Linked DNA regions of Zea mays: region 2 is linked to region 1. Evidence: chromatin contacts called from public Hi-C data. All regions are on one chromosome and are shown on one strand. Each heading gives the region's core, a stretch centred on a gene start, on an enhancer-like site or on the middle of the called end of the contact. The rest is flanking DNA. Distances are from core to core; before and after follow the strand shown. Region 1 holds the start of LOC100278701. Region 2 holds the start of LOC100283094 (proteasome subunit alpha type 3).

Evidence for each region. A called contact is a pair of places that touch in the nucleus more often than the background predicts.
Region 2: a Hi-C map of endosperm shows a contact between it and region 1, with 2.5 times the contacts expected there. The contact joins the promoter of LOC100283094 here to the promoter of LOC100278701 in region 1. A contact is called at or near these places in 5 of 25 Hi-C or Micro-C datasets (bundle sheath, ear, endosperm and 2 more).

The regions. Positions count from the first base shown.
Region 1 is chr7:178,399,927-178,405,395 of Zm-B73-REFERENCE-NAM-5.0, reverse strand. It overlaps LOC100278701, which reads left to right and starts at 3,188. Exons shown (of 6, transcript NM_001326429.1): 1 at 3,188-3,418; 2 at 4,450-4,500; 3 at 4,568-4,610. The coding sequence starts at 3,350. It also overlaps the pseudogene LOC103633490.
Region 2 is chr7:178,599,054-178,604,522 of Zm-B73-REFERENCE-NAM-5.0, reverse strand. It overlaps LOC100283094 (proteasome subunit alpha type 3), which reads right to left and starts at 2,925. Exons shown (of 11, transcript NM_001155996.2): 1 at 2,664-2,925; 2 at 1,365-1,520; 3 at 1,219-1,258; 4 at 1,028-1,111; 5 at 621-694; 6 at 456-542; 7 at 263-347; 8 at 22-68. The coding sequence starts at 1,468.

The DNA.
Region 1 (5,469 bases), core at 1,939-4,438:
GACGGGTCGGCGCACTGCACGGCGCCCGGCTCGGAGCAGTGCACGGTGAAGTTGGCGTTGTGGAAGCCGCCGCCGCCGCAGCACGCGTCGAGCGCCGTGGCGGGGGCGAAGCCGTTGCGCGCCGGGGCGCCGACGATCCCGGTGACCTCGGCGTAGTAGTCGACGTAGACGATGGAGACGTCCCGGTACGCGCGGCGGAGGCCGGCGAGCTTGGCCCGGAGCAGCGCGTTGTGGCGGGACGTGAGGTCGTTCAGCCACCGCAGGCAGCCGGCGGCGCCGCTGTCGCGGAAGAGGAAGATGTACCTCGGGAGGCAGCCCAGAGGGAAGATGCCCGGCACGTACACCGTCTTGGCGCCCAGCTGGATGAGCGACTCCAGCGAGCGCCCGATGGACCTGATGACGAGGGGCACCAGGGAGTCGACGAAGTCCAGCGTCCGGTTCTGGAAGAAGGGGTGGTTGTAGTCGTTGGCGCCGATCTCGCCCACCAGGAACAGCGAGCTCGCCATGATCTCCCGACGCTCTGCGTGCAGTGCGTGCGTGCAGGCACAGTAATTCCGGTAGTGACAGTGCCGATGAACAGTGAACTCGAAACAGCACGTCTACTGGGAGTGGGACGAACCGCGTGGATCGCGTGTTGTTTGTGTCCTTGGTTGGCGACAAATTAACGACCACATTATTCTACCCTAACCCTACCCATTGCCCAACGTAGAATATATATGTCATAATCAGGTTAATAAATAGTAATATCTACAAAAATATAGTATGCGCACAACAGGGTAAGATGTCCTAATCAGGATAATATATATATATATATATATATATATATATATATATATATATATATATATATATATATATATATATATATATATATATATATATATATATATATATATATAGCACTACGAACGAGAAGCATGATTATTATGTGTGCTGTCACTGTCTTTGGAGAGCGATGACGACAGCGCATGTTTATACTAGCTAATTAATTTATATGATACTACCTCCGTTCTTCATTCTATTTTAGAAGGTTTGATTAAACATGACACACGGCCATATCTTTTAAGTTATACTTTAATCATTTATTTATATTATATAGATTCGAAGTTATAGTTCAAACATCTAATTATATTATATATATACATCTATTGTAATTGTATAATACGTATAATTATAAATTAAATATATCGGCCCTTAATTATAATAGTTTAAATATATTAGCTAGACTAATGATTAACTATTTTAAACTTTGAATCTTCATATCTGTGTCCGGCCGTCTCATATGTATTAGAAGAGAATGGATGAAGTAATATATATATATATATATATATATATATATATATATATATATATATATATATATATATATATATATATATATATATATATATAAGAATTGAAGGAAGAAACTCTACAATAATTTCATCATATAAGGCAACGGCACCTTAAAATTTATAGGTTTCCTAGGAGACTGTTTTTTAAGAAAAAAATGCATATCTATGTTAGAGAGAAATGTATTTTTTCTAGAAGCCACAGAGCTGGATTCATCCACAGTTATGTATGTAGTACGTGGTAATTGCTGGCTATATGTACGTATACACGCATACCGTGCTCGTTGGAGGCGAGCATGGCGAGCACCTTCTTGAACCAGCCGATCTGCACGCCGAGGGAGTAGGGCGTGATGCCGTTGACGTTGAGGCCGTGCTTCTTGAACAGCAGCTGGTTGAGCGCCGTGCCGCTGGCCACCGCGAAGTTAGCGCCGTGCCGGAAGTCGTCCTTGCTCTTCCCGTCCAGGTACGGCGGCCAGCGCGGGTACCCCAGCCGCTCAACTGCACATGCGCAGGGACACGCGCGAAGCAGATACAACACATACACTACAGTCAGTGGGCAGTGGCACGTGCACATCTAGCGGTCGATCGGCGCTCCTCGTTCGATCGCACACGTACCAATGAAGTCAACGATGAGGCGGCCGTCGGACCAGCGGCCGGTGGGGCGGTGGAAGAAGGTCTCGCCGTGGAGTAGCGGATGAAGTTGCCCGTGTCGATGAGCGAGTCGCCGAACGCGAAGAAATGGCTGTAGCAGCCGCCGCCGTGGTACGGCCGTGTCGCTGCCGCAGCAGGAGACACGGGCACTGTCGACGCCGCCGCCGCCACCACCAGGAAGGCAGCCGCGATGAGCAGCTGCTCCAGCGTCGACACCATACCGGCCGTGTAGACGACGATACTATACGATAGAGCCAGCTAACGAATGATTGATTATATATGTAGCGTACGCGTTTAGGCTGCTACTACCTCCAAGCATGGCTCTAGTATCATCGCGGCTACCTGCAGATTCTGATTACTATAATCCCATCAGCTCGTCTGCATGGATCTCGTGCGAATATTATCTTGTTTTAGGAGATTTTTGAAGCTTAGCGGGTCGGTGAAGTTGAAGATCAGATGGGGAGCTAGCTGGGCTGGGCCTGGGCGCCCACACGAGGTGCGCATGCAGAGAGATAGAGTCAACTGTTTAATTTGCACGGTCGCGGACGGGCAATGGTTTTATGCTCCCCTCTAAGCTAGGCTCTGACCGATCTGAGTGTTAAGAAACCCAACCCTAAGATTTGGTAGGCTCATACCGAATATGTAGAGCTTGTACTCCTCATATGATATATATAAAAGAAAGATTTTGAAGGCCTAATACTAAAAATCTTGTGTCTCGTGTATTCTCTGTCGCGTTTTGGGGACGGGAGATAAGTCTTGTTCAATTTCTTGGTCTCATATACTGATGAAAGAGAAGAGAGCGGATCTAATGATCCATGGTAACATAGTTACTCATCACTACGCACACCGTATGCTAATTGCAACCCAAAAAAAAACATACGCACGCGCGCATACACACACATCCAATCACTGTTCCCAAGTGTTTTTGGTAATCACTGCTTACCCCTTAATTACATACGGATATATCTTGTGTACAAGCATCCCATCTAAATCTAACTGTCATTGCTAGTTTACGTTTCACCTATTTCATCTAAAATCTAGTATGATATTAGTTAAATATAAAACATCAGTTACTATTACATTTTAATTGATTTGTATGTTTATGTTAAATAATCGATTGTTCACGATACATCCCTAGTTACATTACATCGAGTGAAACGCGACCATTGTTACTAACAGCACTGGTGATCTCCCGGCAAGAAGCTGACGGCCCGCTGGCCTTAGATGTATTGGGCCCACTGGCCTCACAGGTCATATCCGGCCCATGTGGTAAGACTCGAAAGCTCGAAGCGAAGCCTCCCTGACTACAGAGAACCGGAGGACTGAGGAGGAGGAGGAGACGTCACGCCTGCGCGGCTGCGCCCACCATGGACGAGGAGGAGTTCCGGCGCATGCTCGACCTCTTCCCGGTCGTCCGCTCCCGAGACTACTGCTGCGTAAACCTCCTCCTCCTCCTCCTCCTCCAGCCCTCGTACCCCTCTCCTTTTTCCGTCTGCCTGTGCCGCTAAGTCCCGGGCTCTGATTTGGGGACCTCCCGAAGTTCCATGGAGCCGCGATCTGTGGCTTGGAAGCGTAGAACTCGATTGGGAATTCGGGGTAGCATAGAACAATCTGCCTTTCTACCGGTTCCAGTGATCGGATCTCCTGTTGCCACACACATTTGCTGGTATAGTGCAGCTCCGGGTTTCGAAATCAACTTGATGTTTGTTTGCAGAAGTGGTTGCGGTAGAGGCCCATGTAGCCTTTGGGGGATATATAAAAAGATGATGGCACATTAGCATCCTTTGACGGAATTTACGTTACTCCTTTTGAAGGATGCAGTACTACAAACAACGAAGAAAGAAAAACATATCCATGTTCCCTGAACAGACTAGTTTTTCTCCCCTTCTTTTGGGTAAAGGGGACTGCCCATTTTCTCCCTTTATTAACGAAGAAAGGCCCTGTAGAATGGGAAGGATACATATCCTAATAGACCTTCCCGACAATTGCTGGGAATGCTTCTAAAACGGGGTTCCAGGTTTAGTCTATTGCTCCCAGCCCCTCAAAATAAGCAGGCTAATATTAGTCTTATACTGAGCAGGCTGCTGTTGGCCTCTTAAAGTGGGGCAAATATTAGTGACAAACTTTCAGGTAGAGCGTGACAAAGTCGTCGTCATCTCTGTATTGACCTACACATAGTCCTGCAATGTCATGAATGTCTGTTTCTATTTGAGTCCAAGGTTTGTGGTTGCGAGAGTATTAAATGGGGGCATGGCCGAAGGGGACAGTGGCTGCGCATTTATCTAAATAGAAAAGCGGGTTGAACCAGAACAAAGAGCAATGTGTTTGATATGGAATCATAAGGAATCGTATTAGATGTCCCTTTGCAGAAGTAACCGAATAAACATGGTTAGTACTTATTTCCTGTTTTCAGACCTGTTGAGCATGAACTGATGCAAACCATTTTTTTTGTGTGTGCCAAATGTAGTCCGATCTTGGAACATCCAGCAGAGGAACCAGACAGCGATCACGAGTTCAGGTGTGTTTGATTTAGTTATCTTGGTGCTTCCTGACTAGACTATTGCTAATGAAGATATTGCTTGCAGGAGGCAACTAAGGGCGATAATAAGGACTCGTCCGGTGGACGAGGTATGTCAGCCGATAGTTTGTTGTTCATCTCAAGGAATTTAGATTAGAATACCATTACTAAACCTAAAATTGCCATGTGCAACTGTGTCCTTATTTTTGAAACCTATCCCCAATTGTTATTGCTGTAGAGGCAAAGGCTGATGCACCCTTCATCCCTGTTCAATTGATTCCAAGGGGAAGTTATTCATGATCTGGGGTATCAATTAGACTTGGGACTTCAGCATGTCACCTGACTGTAATATGTCATATCCACAACATAACAACAAGTCAACAAAGCCTTTCAGTCCCAATTAAGTTGGAATAGGTTAGAGTTAAAAAACCAGCAGATACCACAAGTTAAAGTTTAGGCACATGTATGGCTGTTTAATACACTCCTATTCAATGCTAAATCTTTTCCTATTGAAGGCTAAATCTTTAGGTATATTTCATTATTTCATGTCTCCTTTTACTGTCTCTTCCAATGTCAACTTCGGACTTCCTCTGTCTCTCTTCCCATCGCTATCACGTCTTAGGATCCCACTACGCACTGGTGTCTTTGGTCTTTGGAGGTCTCCGTTGGACATGTCCAAACTTTCTCAACCGGTGTTGGAAAAACTTTTCTTCAATTGGTGCTATCCCTAGCTATCATGTATATCATCGTTCTAGGCTCGATCCCTTCTTGGACATAAATCCAACACAACATACACATTTCCGTAACACTTATCTTCTGAACATGTCATCTTTTTATAGGCCAACATTCTGCACCATAGAACATAGTAGGTCTAATCATCGTCCTATAAAACTTGCCTATTAACTTATGTGGTACCCTCTTGTCATACAAAATGCCAGATGTTTGATGCCACTTTATCCATCCTACTTT
Region 2 (5,469 bases), core at 1,676-4,175, 200 kb before region 1:
CAAAATAATTTGTAAGCTTACGTCTTTGCAGCCTGTCTTCCCTTCCCCAATGCAGCACCGAAGTATTTCTGGTCAAGTTTGTAATGCCAATAAACATTATGTACTTCAAAATTTCACAAGACTCCTAAAGTGAAAGGCTACTTAAAAACAATGCCATCCATACTGAAAATGAGTGTGCGACTGATGGAAAACAAAATTCAAATAAAACTAATGAGCCTATGGACTCACGTTGATACAACTATGTAATACAGTAACAACTTACGTAGGAAACTCCTGAGGGTTCTATCATGTAGAGCTGTGGCCCATCCCTATCATAACCTCCAAGAATAACACCACAACCAAAAGGCCTGATCAAGAGAAGCCAAGTTAGGGTTTACTACAGTGGCCAAAATAGTGTTTGGTCGATACAAATCATGCCTCCAGTAATCATGGACCACTACTGTTAAATATATTACCTGAGCCACCAGTACAGCGTGCAAAGATGAACATAACTTGCCACACGATCAGCCAATTCCTTCACAGAAATGGGTTCTCCATAGACCCTGGTCCATTAAAATTTTAGAACACATAATAGTCATAAAAAATCTTGCATCAGATGGTCTAAAAGACTAGGTGCTTACTTTTCATAACTGGCAGCTTCTGATTTGGTCCTTGAAACAATTTGCCTGCCATCTGCTGCTAAACCAGCAACAGCCTGCAGATGACAATAAAAGTAATTTGTGAAAACACACATGGTTCATAAAAAATGGCAAATGGAACATGAACCTTTCCAAGAAAAGAATAGGTTATCACCACAAGAAAATTCAAAAGAACAAAGATCTCAATATATACATCTTTAATAGTTTACATCAACAATTGATTATTTAGGAATACAGGTAATAGAGCATGCTTTTAAGATCCTCCTATATTCACCCGTACAGGTTAGAAGGCCAAGGCGGAATTTTAATCCTGCTCCCCTATTTATTTATCAACAGCATGATTTTGCATCAAAGCCACATCATTTTTGGGTCACTTGTAAAGGCATTACCAAGCCAGAGTGACGGTGCACCGAATGGATCCTTCGGTTTGATCCTTCCAGCATCATCTTTGAGGTTACCAGCTTCTCGACACCCTAAAGGACCAACCACCAAATAAGGATCCGATCAAATCCAGACTTGGGCAACTCAGATAACTTTAGCACTGAACCAAAAGAAAAAGATTGAGAAGGACAAATCTTACCAGGACAATGCCATCTTTGCACTTGATCCCAACAATAGTCCTGTTCATAAATACCATGACATCAACAATAACCAAGTAAGATTACATAGAACAGAGAAAAGGGAATAATAAGTGAAGCAAAACACTATAGGAAGTGGGAGGCAGACCCGCTGTTGTCGACGGCCTTGGTGGCATACTCGACCTGGAAGACACGACCATCTGGGGAGAAGGTCGTGACAGACAAATCATAACCTGTGCCTATGCTGCTCATGGTCAAGTTCTTATCTTCACCTCTACACCGCTAGTGAGTAGTAGATCAAGTCCTGAAAGCATAACACCAAAACCTCAGTTAGGTAATCCACACAAAATTCATCAGTACATAAACATATAGGAGTATTTACCATCACACAACACCAAAAAATATTTTTTGAAAACACACCAGGGAAGAGGGACGGAGTGTGGCAGGGGCACAGTGCGGCCAGCCCAGGCGCATGCCCAGGCTTAGGCCTTTGGCGGCCCATGTGGGAGCGGCCCAGATTGAGACGCCAGCGCCTTCGCCAGCATCATGCCGTCAGCCCGCCCTCGCATCCCGCCCAAACCCTAGTGCACCACAGCGGACAGCTGCATCCTGCTCGCCAGCCGGCTCCCTCCTCCTCCCGCACAGGCGCAGCCCCAGCCCTAGCCCCGCCCTCGGCAACCAGCCCCAGCCCCGCCCTCGCTCGCCAGCAGCAGGCCAGTAGCAGCGGCCAGCGGCAGTGCGCAGGCGCAGGTGCACACAGCGCAGCGCCACAGCCCCCACCCTCCGCTTGCGACCTCATGCTTCACCTCGCCAGCAGGCAGCAGCAGCAGCAGCATGTGTGCGGCCACCTGCCAGCCGTCAGTGCCCTCTGCAGTCCACTCAGCCCTTGGAATCCACTCAGCCCTTGGAATCCACTCAGCCCATGGCGCTCGCCCTCTCCAGACGACCAGGGCCACCACTGTGCCAGCACCCTCAAGGCTGAAGGCCTCAACTGTTGAGGTGAGGAACAAGAGTACGAGACTGAATAGTGGAGGACAGGACACATGAGGTCTGTAACTCAGTAACTCTCTATTGTGTGTTCGGACATTCAAATGTTTGATTCAACTAGTGAATCAAATTGAAGTGTTGTTGTTGAATCAAATTATATTGTCGATTCAAATTATACTGTTGAATAGAGACTTTAAGTGAAATTTAGAAGTTTATAATGGTGCCCAGGCTCCGATTTAGGGCTGGCTCCGCCACTGGGGGTGGACAGTCCCGGTAGGGGATATCGGTGGAGTGTAGACTTACGTCAAATAACTTCTTTTTGGCGCGCGCGCACACACACACAAAAACTGTATACGCTCGTAACTAGATCAGATCCGAATACAAATAGCGAAATAGATTAAGTTAGGGTTTAGATGCCCGGTTTCGCAGAGCGGGGCCGGAAGAGAAAGGGTGAGCATACCTGTTGACGGGCGGTCGCCTCCGGCGAAGGATGGAACCGAGGCCTTGCGAAGGGGTCGACGAAGACCTGGTGCACCTGCCGTCGGGCGTCGGCGGTCGCGCAGTTGCCGCACGACGAAGAGAGCCCGCGCGCACAGGGTGTGAACGGAGAAGAGTGATTATTCAATATAGACAGACCATAGTCCGGATCCGGATCGGGTCGGGTCGGGCCTAGATCGAAAGAGAGAAGAAAACATCACTTTTTTTGTTGGCCCGCGCTCGACATGGCCAGTGCGGTGGGCTCAAGTTCAAGCCCACGTCTAACTTGAAACGACTCGATAACCTCTTTTGCCACCGTCATAGTGTGGGTGAGCAGCTGAGAAAAAATCCGTGAAGAACAGTTTCATTTCACGATACTTATCCACCTCTCGATCTTAAAACTATAGAACAATCAGTCACCATTGGTATCGACTTAGCTCAGACAATTAATTGGCTTTGCTAATTGATAGTGTGTTAAATCTAAGTGCACTTTATTTGGTGGATTTAGTTGACTCGTTATAGGTGTGGAGTGATTTAATTGGGCGTGCTTTACAAAGTTTAAACTGCTAGATTATATAACGATATAGATTTATTAGTTTGCACCTCATATTTTCCATTTACTTTAACCATGAGATTATTTTCTCTTCCTCTCATAAACCGATTATAACACCCGATGTTATATACCTGATTAGCAATAGGTTAATATTTTAACATAAACTTATCTAATTATTTTTGTGCGCTTTGTGATGGTATCTTGTTTGTATTAATAAACATGCCAAGTGAAAAGTTATGTTCAATTAGGGTCAACTTAAATCTTTTTTGAGAAAAGACACATCTTTTGTTAATAATCAAAATGTTCATGAACAGAGTTGCTCAAGGTTTTCCAAGAAAAGATTCATCTAGGGTAATCATGACATTAGTAGTTCATTATGATTTAGAATTCCATAAAACAAATGTAAAGATAACATTTACGAATGTAGAGTTGCTAGCTAAAGGTTTTGTCATAAGAGAGAAAAATATGGGATGCCGCCTAAAAAGTCTATTTATGGATTAAAATAAACTTCTAGACGTTGGTACCTTAAGTTTGATGAGATTATAAAATTAGTCAAGGGTGATAAGTTTGCAAATTATAAATGTCCCAAAAATCGGTATGAGAAAAACTAGATGAAGTCAATATTATGTTTCAACTATTGGGAGCATTATGTATGCTTAAACTTGTACTTGTCCACACCTAGAATGTACAATCGGAATGCTTGACAAATATCAAGTAAATCTAGGCACAGAACACTGGAAAAAGTAGTTAAGAAGGCCATTAGATATTTACAAAAAAGACCCTAGATGATGTTGATATATTGAATTCCACTTCTAGGCAGATTATGTTGATACATTGGATTCCACTTCTCAATATTTCACGCTTGCTAGTGAAACATTTCATGGAAAAATTGCGACAGTCATTGTATCAACGATAATGCAAGATAAGTTTGTGGCAGCATAGAAGCAACTAGTCAAGCGATGTGAGTAAATATATTTATAATCAGATTATGAGTGGTTGATAGGGAGGGGTGTTGTAAGTTCCCCTCATTCTAGCCCTCTCGGTTTAGTCATGGTATGATCCTACATTCGTTCAGAGTAGGGATATTCATCGGATATCCGACTCGTCGGGTATGGGTTTGAACACAAAATTTGACCAGCAGGTCTTATCCCGTACCTGACTCGTAATAAAATCGGGTCACGTATGGATTTGATTTCTTACCCGCGGGTACCCGACGGGTATTCGAAAATAGTGATTTTAGGTTTTCAACCCACCAGTACGCTAGCTAGTCGTCCATCCTTAGCAGCTCATCCTACCGCCATCCCTCCTTGTCTGCTGATGCTTCTGATCTGGTTCTTGCTTTGTTGCAGGTGAGTGCGGCAAAGATCAAAAGCAGAATGCCCGAATGATCAACAAGCAGGTGTAATACATCCAAAGGGATCGATCAAACATAGACAGAATTTGTCTACACCGCTACATGCGGGACAAAACTACTAGTGCCGATAAATTATGACATCTACAGGCATTACATTGATCAATAAGCATTTGATAAAGTGCCAGTACGGAGTACTAGTGCTAGCTACTCGAGCTAGGAGAGTGTTAATACTCCAGACGGCTGTGCTAGCTACTCTCTGATCACGATGAGTTGGAAGTTTATTACCAAAAAACATTAGCAACACACGTCTAGGGCTATATCTGCATGACTGCATTGTGCAACAATATTATGTGTCTCTAGTGATCACGGTGATGTGTGACGCTCAGAACTGCACTAGATTTCATTTTGAGAGAATGCACCAAGCTCAGGGGCGGATCCAAGGGGTGGGCAAGGTGGGCTATGGCCTCATCTCAATTTTCGAACCCCTTATACCTAGATTTAGGTACACAATAAAATAAACAAACTTTTATATAGTAAGTACGGACAAATCTAATGAAAACTAGGTTTTAATCTATTTTTCTCTCGATGCTTCACTGCTTAGTCCACTCTCCACCTGAGCCATTCGATTCTCTTCCCTAGTGTAAGCCCACTCGTGGCTCACTCACTTATTAGGTCATCGATTGACTGGTTAGTCGGTGACCTAACTCGCCCGCTACATCGCCACCTTGCCTCCTCATTACTCGTCAGCTCGTCGCCTCGTCGAGATCCTGCATGCAATACTTTGCCTTCTAGTTCGCACTTGAAAGGGAAATGTCCCCTTGGGCCATTTCTATAATTGTTTTGGTGATTAAGTGTCCAACACAAATGTTTTGAACTCTTATG